Regions from separate parts of the Mus musculus genome. Here region 2 is linked to region 1. The links are chromatin contacts, called in public HiCAR-type maps. All regions are on one chromosome and are shown on one strand. The core of a region is the stretch at or near the end of the contact, and the rest is flanking DNA. Distances in the headings are between cores, read along the strand shown.

Region 1 (5,111 bases), core at 1,412-3,911:
CCGCTCAGTGGCTATTGTAATTTGTGGCTTCTAGAAGTACTAAGAAGATCGGGAGGCAGCAGCAAGTAGTATCAGTTAGTGTCACAGCTCGTGGGCCTATCCATCAAGAACCATAGTCTTTGGCAACGCATTTCGTCTCTCAGGCCTAGCGTCTCCGGGCTCCGGGTCCTTAAGGTGTAGCAGCTCCTTAGACCTCTCCCTTCCTGCAGTGAAAGCCCAGTTTCCCATCCCCTCTTGTTCTCAAGGCAGGCAGTACTCAAATTTTGTTGCTATGTCCTTCTATTGTTAAGTTTTATGCTCTGTTCTCTCTTGGCTTCTTTATATTTCCACAATACATCCTTGACATTCTCTCCCAGTTCTTAGATTGTTAGTACCCTATGACCCTCTGGAACCGGTCAGCCACTTTGGGTCTGAACCTGCTGCTATTGTAGCTGTTGTTGCCCTTGTGACCTTTGCTTCAGTAACTACTCTGCTGTCACTTCATCTGCCTGTCTTTATCCAATCAGTTTAGCAAGCCATACTGGCCTTGTGGCCCACACCTTTAATCCTAGCACCTGGAGGCAGAGAGAGGCCAGTGGGTCTCTGTGAGTTTGAGGCCAGCCTGGTCTATCAAGTTAGTCCAGGACATCCAGGGCTCTGTTATAAAGATAATTATTTTATTTTACTTCATTTCATTTATTTTTGAAACAGGATTTCTCCATGTAGCCCTGGCTGCCCTGGGACTCACTCTGTAGACCAGGCTAGCCTTAAACTCACACAGACCTGCCTGCCTAGTGCTAGGATTAAAGGCATGAGCCACCACCACCCTTTTTTTTATTTTTATTTTTTGAGAGAACCTTTTAATGGTTTTAAGGATGTAACAGCAGAGACAGTTCAAAAAGGGTGTCTCACAGCTGACTTGAAAAGAAAACCAAACAGCCTGCTTATATAACCAGAAGGGGTATTTGGTAAGGTTGTTTGCACCAACCATAGCACAATCCTTCATGCAAATGAATTACATTCTGTACCAATCACAAGTCCTCTGATGATCGAACACCAGGAAGAGTGCTCCTCCTATAGCCTGCTTGAAAATGGTCACAGGGTCACTGGGAGTTCACTTAGGCTAGTCTAATTCCAGTGCATTCAAAGGCTAGTACAGGCTGTGGAGTGACCATGACTGGAGCATGTCTTCAGCTGTGCAAATGTGAGCATATCCCCAGGGTGTCTGTAAACTCTCCAGAATAGCAGGGCTGCTGTAAGGGCAGTCTGGTCAGTCGCTAGTGAAAGAGGTGCTTGGCTTAGAACTCTCCATTGAAGGCTTCCAAATATAAGCGAAGAGCTTTCAAGCAGATCGCTACTGACATCAATCATTCACAGAAATCATTATATTTTACAGTAGACTTAATGAAAGCTTAAGACAGAATTAGTACTTCTAACGTATGTAGAAGTTACTTAGTAGGCTTTTTAGGTTCTTATCTCACTAGCCCGCTTCCATTCTATTCTGTAACGTGTTTTTCCTTTCTTTCTTCTTTTTGTTTTTTTGAGACAGGGTTTCTCTGTATAGCCCTGGCTGTCTTGGAACTCACTCTGTAGACCATGCTGGCCTAGAACTCAGAAAATCTGCCTGCCTCTGCCTCCCAAGTGCTGGGATTAAAGGCGTGGGCCACCACGCCCGGCTAGCAAATTTTAAATTTAACGAGTAAGTTTAGTAGTTTTGGTTGCTTAGGTAGAAAAAACATTTGGTGTTTGTGAAATTTATGTCGAATTTGACTCAACATGTTGGGGATGAGGAAGCAAATGGGTGACACTTTTGAAGTCAGGCAGGCAGTACTCAAATTTTGTCGCTGTCTGTAATTTTCTTTTTTTTTTCCAAAGATTTATTTATTTATTATATGTAAGTACACTGTAGTTGTCTTCAGACATCCCAGAAGAGGGCGTCAGATCTCATTACAAATGGTTGTCAGCCACCACATGGTTACTGGGATTTGAACTCAGGACCTTTGGAAGAGCACTCAGTGCTCTTAACCTCTGAACCATCTCTCCAGGCCCTGTCTGTAATTTTCGAAGCACAATGTGATTATGTCTACAGAATATACTTATTAAATAGAAATTCCTTAATCACTTACTCACTTCACTCTACTCTCTTAAGGTAAGGGGGATGGCTATTCAAATAAAATTTAACTTGAAATGAAGGTCATGAGAATTTTTTCTCTTTTTTTTTTTTTTTTTTTTTGAGACAGGGTATATAGCCTGTATAGCCCTGGTTGTCCTGGAACTCACTTTGTAGACCAGGCTGGCCTTGAACTTAGAAATCCGCCTGCCTCTGCCTCCCGAGTGATGGGATTAAAGGCGTGCGCCACCACGCCCAGCAAGAACTTTTTCAGTTTCACTGATTTCCCTTTTTTGAACACTAGTCAACTGCACGGCTCACTCGAAATAAAACTACGGGTCCCATGATGCATTGCACAGCTAGTCTCCGAACCGGCTGCCCTCGGCTTGTTTTAACGGTAATGGTCGCAGTTAGACTCGATGGCCCTAGGCCAGAGCAGGGCGGGGAGCCTTGTGCACACCCGCTCGAGCCTCGCATGGCGTTCTCGGAGGCCCTGGGGACGCCCTTGTGTTCAGGCGTCGACGCGGGCAGGCCCTCGGGCCCGGGGTCCTCCCCGCGGCAGGAGCGCTCTCTCAGTCCTCCTCCAAGATGGCGGCGCTGTTGGCGGTAAATTCGGGTGAGCGCGGCGGGCCCGCGAGGGACCCGCGGGGACCCACGGGGGGCGGGGCCGGCGAGTGGGGAGCGCTGGTGCAGTCGGGCCGTTGGCAGTGCGGGCGCGAGCGTGTGCGCAGGGCCCGCTCTCGCCGCGCTCCGGCCTGCAGCCCCGCGCCGCCTCCGTTTGAATGGCGCGCGGCGCGGCGACAGTTTGGCCCTCGAAACGGGCGTGTGAAGGGGAGGCGGAGCGGCGGGGTCCCGGGCAGCCAGGCGCGCGCCCCCGAAGCCGCTTCGTCCCCCCAATATCCTTCAGGTGTAGGCAGGCCATCTACCGCCGAGGTACGGCTCAAGTCCCGGGCTGTGGGACCCAGGCGAGGCTGGAAGGAAGCTGGTCTGGAAGGGGGCCGTGGGCCGGTCATGGGGCATGGGGGTGAGGAGGTCTTGCCAGCCGCGAGGCGGTGCCACGGGCTCAGCACGTGCCGCCCTGCACCGTTGTCACAGCCACGGCGGACGGTGACATCGCTGTGAAAAAGCTGGGGCTGGGGTCATCTTTGGTAATTGGAACCCCTCAGAGATGCTTGAAGAAGTGGATGGGTTTTGATTTGTCCTGGTTCCAGGAACACGGTGCCGGTCGTTAGTGGGGAGGACTTAGATGTCAAACATTTCGTACGAGGTCTGGCACTCCTGAACACGGCTTTAGACACTCGATTCATGAGTACAATTAAGAGGCAACATAGCAAACGTTTACGGACCATCTTTTTCAGCAGGACTGTTTTGTTTTTAAACTGTTTTTGGTACTGGTTCTTGCCAGTTTACCAGTATTTTTTGAAAATTACCTAAATCTGAGTTTTGTACATAAACCATCTCAGAAGTGGTATGGTAAATTGTTCTGTAGAAATGAAGTTTTCTGTTGTATTGACAACATATTGTCTGCTCACTGGAGCAAGTGTTAGTCTTGATTGTTGAATCCCTTTATACCTGGTGTATGTGTGTATTTCATTTATATATTTGGAGTAATGCAATTAAATATCTCAGATTTAATTTGGAAGCAAAGACTTCCAGTGATTACATAATTTCTCCAAAATTAAACAGTTAATGCCTTTTTTTTTCTTCCCCGCCCCCCCCCCCCCCCCAGGGTTTCTCTGTGAAGGCCTGACTGTCCTAGAACTCACTCTGTAGACCAGGCTGGCCTCAAACTCAGAAATTCACCTTCCTATGCCTCCCAAGTGCTGGGATTAAAGGCATGCGCCACCACTGCCCAGCCAGTTAATGCTTTTAAGCACAACTTTATGACATTACATCATGCTTGTCCCCCCTCAAAGTAGTTAAATTAAATGCACTACTAGATTTTTTGAAAAGCCAGGCTTCCATGTAATAGTTCTGTTACATACATTTATAGCATATAATATCCTGAGTTACCATTAAACACAAGCCACTGACAGTTGTCACTAGCTCCCAGGAGTATAGTGTGTACAGGAGAGCTTTGATTGGCCTCAAGAAAAGAAAGCATTTTAAAAAGCCAGGAGTCAGTCAAGAGAGTTATTTTTTGTCACCTTTGGGAAGAACTGAAGCATCCATAGATGAATGGATGATGAGTGAGTGAGTGGATAAACGAAACATGATGAACACACAAAGGAATATTACTCAGTTTTTTTTTTTTTTTTAAAGATTTATTTATTAATATACATAAGTACACTGTAGCTGACTTCATCTGCACTAGAAGAGGGCGTCAGATCTCTTTATGGGTGGTTGTGAACCACCATGTGGTTGCTGGGATTTGAACTCAGGACCTTCGGGAGAGCAGTCAGTACTCTTACCCGGTGAGCCATCTCACCAGCCCATATTACTCAGTTTTAAAAAGAAGGCAGTACTGTCACATGTACATGTATGATCTTTGAGGACATTGAGTGAGATACTCAACAGACACAAGACTCTACACACAACAATGATATTTAACTTAGTGTAGCTAAACTAAAGAAAAAAAAAGTAGAATTAGGATGGCAGTCACCAAGGCTAGAAAAATGAGAGGTGGTGGTGATTTAATTAGTACTATGTCCCATCACCAGAACAAGTGTTAGGCTTGCTTTATCTCATTTAATCCCTTTATACCCCATATGTATGCGTGTGTGTGTGTGTGTGTGTGTGTATAATATTTGCAGTAGTGCAATTAAATATCTCAGATTTAATTTGGAAGCAAAGACCTCTAGTGGTTAAACAATTCTCCAAAATTAAACAGTTAATGCTTTTAAGCACAACTTTATGACATCACATCATGGCTTGCCCCTTGCACTGCTGTGCCCCCCCCCCCATAGTTAAATAAATGCACTACTAAAATTTTTGAAAAGCAAGCCTTCCCTGTTTTAGCTATTGGGTCAGACTAAACCCTTCTCTGCCCTGACCTCTGCCTAGGTCACATACCCTTAGTTGT
Region 2 (5,111 bases), core at 860-3,359, 2.1 Mb after region 1:
ATTTCCCTTGCAAATTCTGGCTTCACAGCCCTATCCAATGAGGAGTCTCATGAATACCAATGACCCAGGAGCTTCTCTTAGCCCAGAAGCCCAGACCCACAATGTATTTCACGTGATAACACCCCCTCAACTTACAGCTCCTAAATTAGGCTGAATATAGTTCCTGTTCCCCTAAGAGCCAGACAGACCATCCTAAGTACAATTGAACTGCCTGTGTCCTAGCCTACCTCCCTAGACCTACCCCACTCCTCCCCACCTGCCTATTTTTAGAAACCGAAAATATAAAAAGATCCATTTGGAACTGATCTGTGTGAGTAACTAAGAGGACAACTCAGGTGGGAAACCCCCTCTGCGCACAGAGAGCAAAATGCAAGCAAGGGATGGATGCAGCAGCAACCACCTGGCTACGGATGGAGACCATTTAGGAATCAGCAGAAACCGGCATTTAGACACAGAGCACATGCCCTGATGACAGGGCCTCCAGTCCAGGCAATGCCTGTGGGGATTCCAGTGATTCACACACCTGCCCCCATAAACAGAGCACACCCTCGCAACCCACACACCTCTGTCATCTGCTTTTGCTTACATAACAGCACATGGTGTGACAGGCTTAATACTTTAGATGGTTTTTCTAGAAGAGAATGCTAACCCAAAAGGAGGAGGGCTCCAAAGATGCTTTCCTTGACCCGCCCCCCCCCCCTTTCCAAGTATCACTCTGAGACCCAGCAAGACTCTGCTTATGGCCTCAACTTTTAAAAATCACCAGTGAGGGTGGTCTCGGCGCCGTCTCTCGTGCCTGGGAATGGGAGAGCAGTGTAAGGAACCTATGAAATCTTCCCTTTGGTTTGGATCCTCACACAATTGGGGCTTCATAAAGCGTAATTGGGTGGACGTTCACCGTACACTGTCCTAGTGTCAAAGACACATCCAGCCTCAGGTGCCAGTGTGATCTCTTCTCACCAGCACTGGGACGGGGGGTGGGGGTGGGGTGGGGGCAGGGGGTTGGGGGGAGGTAAGCCTGGGAGTAGGCTGTCCACACTGAGAGAGGGAGAGAACACACAGGCATGTAACACCAACACCCACTGACATACTTACATACCTACAAGAAGAGACCCATAGCTCACTAGTCTTTAACAGACAAGAACGTCCCATAAGGATTTCTGTTCTGTATGGCTTATTCTTTGCTGCCTGTCAGAACAGATCTCAGCGATCCGGTTAGTGCCCAAGGCTCACCCAGTGAACTCGGCAAGGATGGGGGAGTGTGGAGATGACACTAGCCTAGGGACAACTTTGGCAACTCTTCTAACTGGGCATGTCTGGGTTTGCACCCCATACACTCACAGATGTGGTTTTGATCTTGTTCTGACCTTAGTGTTCTCTTCTGTTACAAGTGCACCCCTCCCTGGGTGTTACAGGGAGAAGAAGCTGGGGCACCCCACTTCTTCTCTTCAACCCAGAATTAGAGGATGAGAACAACATATCCCCAGGAGAGAGAGACAGATAGACAGACATACATAGAAGCAAAACCACGGAGGTACGAAGGTTGAAGAGAGAGAGAGAGAGAGAGAGAGAGAGAGAGAGAGAGAGAGAGAGAGAGAGAGAGACTGAACCCCAACTCTACAGAAGTGCCTCTCTGGAGCTAGAGCAAGTGTCCCCCGCCCTGGGCGGCACCTGTCTCGCTAGCTCCCGCGCCTACCTGTAAGAGACCTGCTTCCGGAAAGTTAAGTCCCTCAGCTTCTCCTCCAGCGCCTCTTCCTTCTCTTTCTGTCCGGCGGCCGCGGGCTCCTCCAAGGCAGCAGCAGCCGCTGCCCCTGCACCCCGCGGGTCCGCGCCGCCCTCGGCGCCCAGGCAGCAGCTCCCGGCGCCGCTTCCGCTGCTGCTGCTGCCACCCGTCGCCCCTCTCTCCTCTCCCGCCGAGGAGCTGGGGTTCATGGCGACCGCTCCGGCGGCCGCGAAAGAAGCCGAGGTGGTGCCGCTGCAGAGGCCGGTCGGGCTGAGGGCGCTGGAGGCGGCGGGAGCGCGGGCAGGTCCGCGCGCCGCTGGCAGGGGCAGCAAATGGCAGCCCCTTCCCGCAGCATCCATCCGCGGCTGCACCGCACCGGGGCATTGTGGGAAACTCCGTGCCTCCACTCCCCCTCCCCAACCAATCAGAGGCCACCTCTCTCCGCCTCCCCTCGGCCTCGCCCGACCAGCCGGCTCCCTCCAATTCTCCCACCCCTTCTCCTTTTTCTAAATCCAGAGCAAAAGCCGGGACTGAACTTGAACTCTGCCTGCAGGCAATGGATCGCAGTGGAGGAGAGAGGGAAAGGGTGGGAGCCGCGGGGCTTAGGACGCTGGGGACAAACACTGGTCATCAAGAAAGGAGAGTGCCCAGGGAAACTTGGAGGCAAGCCGGGTTGCCGCGCCCTGGTTAGCGCACAAGGGAAGCGGACCCGGACCCAGGAGCTACTCAGCACTGATGAGCTGCTGGGCACATCTCAGTCCAGTCCACTGATGACAGATGCCCGAGGCAGCATTTTGTCCGTCACCTTCTTGCAGCATCAGAGCTGGCGCCAAGCAGTAACCTCCAGACGTGGGGGACCTTTGGAGGCCGGGGTGGTGGGGTGTATCTGGAGGAACCTTGGGAGGAATTTTTTAACCATGTGAATTATGGAAGGGGCTAGATTTAAGCTCCCGCTTCTTCTTCTCAAGGAGAGGGTCGGTCGGGACATCTTCACCCATGAACGCCCGCGCCTAGATCCTTGCTTGGTGCCTTCTAAAAGCTTAAAGATGCTCCCTAAACAGCTGTTAATTAGATTGAATCGGATCACAGGATCCTCGGTGAAGCAGAAGGCTGAGAGCAGAAGTGGGGACCCGAGCGCCTCGTGCTGTGGGTTCCTATGCTAAGGGTTCACAAGAAGAGGACAGGAGGAGCTAGCCCAGGAAGGGGCTTCTACCGGTTCAGACACCAAGGCTGAAACCTAATGCGCTGGAGGAATGTAATGTCTGCTCTCTCAGTTTTTTGTTTCTAAGACTATTGAAATCTGTGCGGTTTGAACGATGGGCAACGAAGTGTTTAAGACAGATCATTTTCTAAATTAGATGTTTTTCACCCAGGAAATCTCTGCTGTCAGGAAACGCGAGAAAGATCTATGCTCAACAGTAAGTGCAAGTAACCAAACTACCTATGTAGATGTATGTGCTAGTAAAGATGGCCTTCTTTTGCCCTAAAATTAGGAGGTTGAGCAAAGGAATCTCAAGCCTCGCCCAGCTCTCACGGTGTGCAGTTCCCCTCACATGTACATTATATAAGACAGGGCAGGGACTTTTTCAGGGAGAAAGGGAAAAAGACTACCTGTTGGGGATCAGCACTACACACACACACACACACACACACACACACACACACACATACACACATACACACACATACATGCATACACACACATACATGCATACACACACACATACACACACACACACACACACACACACACACACACACACACACACACACACACACACATCTGGATTTCCCTAACATCTTTCAAGTGACTTTCTTCACACCCAGGCTAGTTAGTGGAGGAGGTTAATCATTCTGGGGCAGTGTACACCCTCTTCAGAGGGGAGCCTCAGCTGCTTTTACAGCAAAATCCACAAACATCTAGATTAAATACCAACAGCCCTGAATTCCTGGATCACCTTCCTCAGTAGCCATACCTTCCCAAACCATTCTGTCATGTCACCGTTCCACTTTTTAAATATTGCTAATGGAGTAGCGCTCTTAGGCTCAAGTTCGCTTTGTCCTTGTGGTCGGTAGTTGATCTCTCGAGGTCGTCCGAGTGCATGGATGAGGACATGCCCACTTCCCCCTCGCATTCAGGGCTGACTTATGTGCATATCTCATCTACCCTCTACTCTGCCTATCCTCATTCTTGTCCACTGGAGCGTGCTGGTCTCCTCATCTGTCTCCAATATCCACCAGGCTGTCTCCTTCACCTTCATTAGATCTTAGTCTACAGATCTGTCTCGTTGGGAAGCCTCCATTGAGGGCTCTTCCAGAATGTGTTGAGTGTGCATCAGCAGACTCCCACCAGGCTAGGCTTGGACTACAGTAACTGTTTCTTGTCAGTCTCTCCCAAGTGTGTGTTGGCGGTTATATTGTGTCCTATATTCATAAACAAACCACACAGTATATGATAGGCGTGCATGTCATACTCTACCATTGAGTCTCAAGAAAGAAGTATATTTGGTTTTGAACATACAAAATATGCTCAAGTTGACCTTCTATGGAAGAAACACAAATCTGAACGATAGAATCCACTTGTTAGGATAATCTGCTAACAAACAGTGTTGGAGAAGATGGTGGGTAGGTGAATTGGGGAAATTAGCTAACATCTACCAATATATGAAATGCATTACCTGGGCTGGGTGTGGCAGCTAGTCTGGCTTATGTATCAGGTTCCAGGCAGCCCGGTTTACACAGCAAGACCATTACTACAAAGACAGAAGGAAGAAAAAAAAAAGCGTTTCCTAACTAACCCAACAATCCCCATCTAGAAAATTTCATCTGTTGTGTTAGTCGGAATTATCATAATATTTAAACAGCCTGTTAATTCTTCTATATTAACATTAATATATGACTAATTACCTATGGGGAATGAAATTCTCTGGAACCATTTGGAGAAATAAGGGAAATTATATTATTATAAAATTATCTCAAAAAATAATAATGTTAACCTAAAAAGAAAATAAGGACCAAGTAAACTATTTAGTGTCCTACCACTAATGGAAAAACTAGCATATACATACACATACACACAAATATATATCTACTCATGCTCAGAGAGAGATTGTTGATATACACTGAAGTGAGCATAAACATGGAAAAGAGAAAGATATAATGCAAAACAGCGGAGCTCAAGCAAAGTCGAGCAGTTCTAGAGCTAGAATCTTGAAATTTTTCATAATTCAATCAATTTGTATTAACAGGAGACAGTCTGTCTCCCAAGCTAATAGAAAAGCCAGCCCAACCTATCATGGTGCACATTTGCATATTTAAAGTGTTTCAGTGGGCTGCTAAACAAAAGAAAATGAGTTTTAAAATCATGGTCTGTGCAAATGTACCCTAA

Evidence for each region. HiCAR-type assays count read pairs that join an accessible place to other places.
Region 2: a contact with region 1 is called in a HiCAR-type map of astrocytes, with 5 times the contacts expected there. The contact joins the promoter of Dgki here to the promoter of Nup205 in region 1. A contact is called at or near these places in 1 of 39 promoter capture datasets (hippocampal neurons) and 1 of 115 datasets of contacts at active chromatin or transcription factors (astrocytes).

What each region holds. Positions count from the first base shown.
Region 1 is chr6:35,174,955-35,180,065 of GRCm38.p6, forward strand. Nup205 (nucleoporin 205) reads left to right here and starts at 2,662. Exons shown (of 43, transcript NM_027513.1): 1 at 2,662-2,705. The coding sequence starts at 2,678.
Region 2 is chr6:37,297,867-37,302,977 of GRCm38.p6, forward strand. Dgki (diacylglycerol kinase, iota) reads right to left here and starts at 2,110. Exons shown (of 34, transcript NM_001081206.2): 1 at 1,697-2,110. The coding sequence starts at 2,082.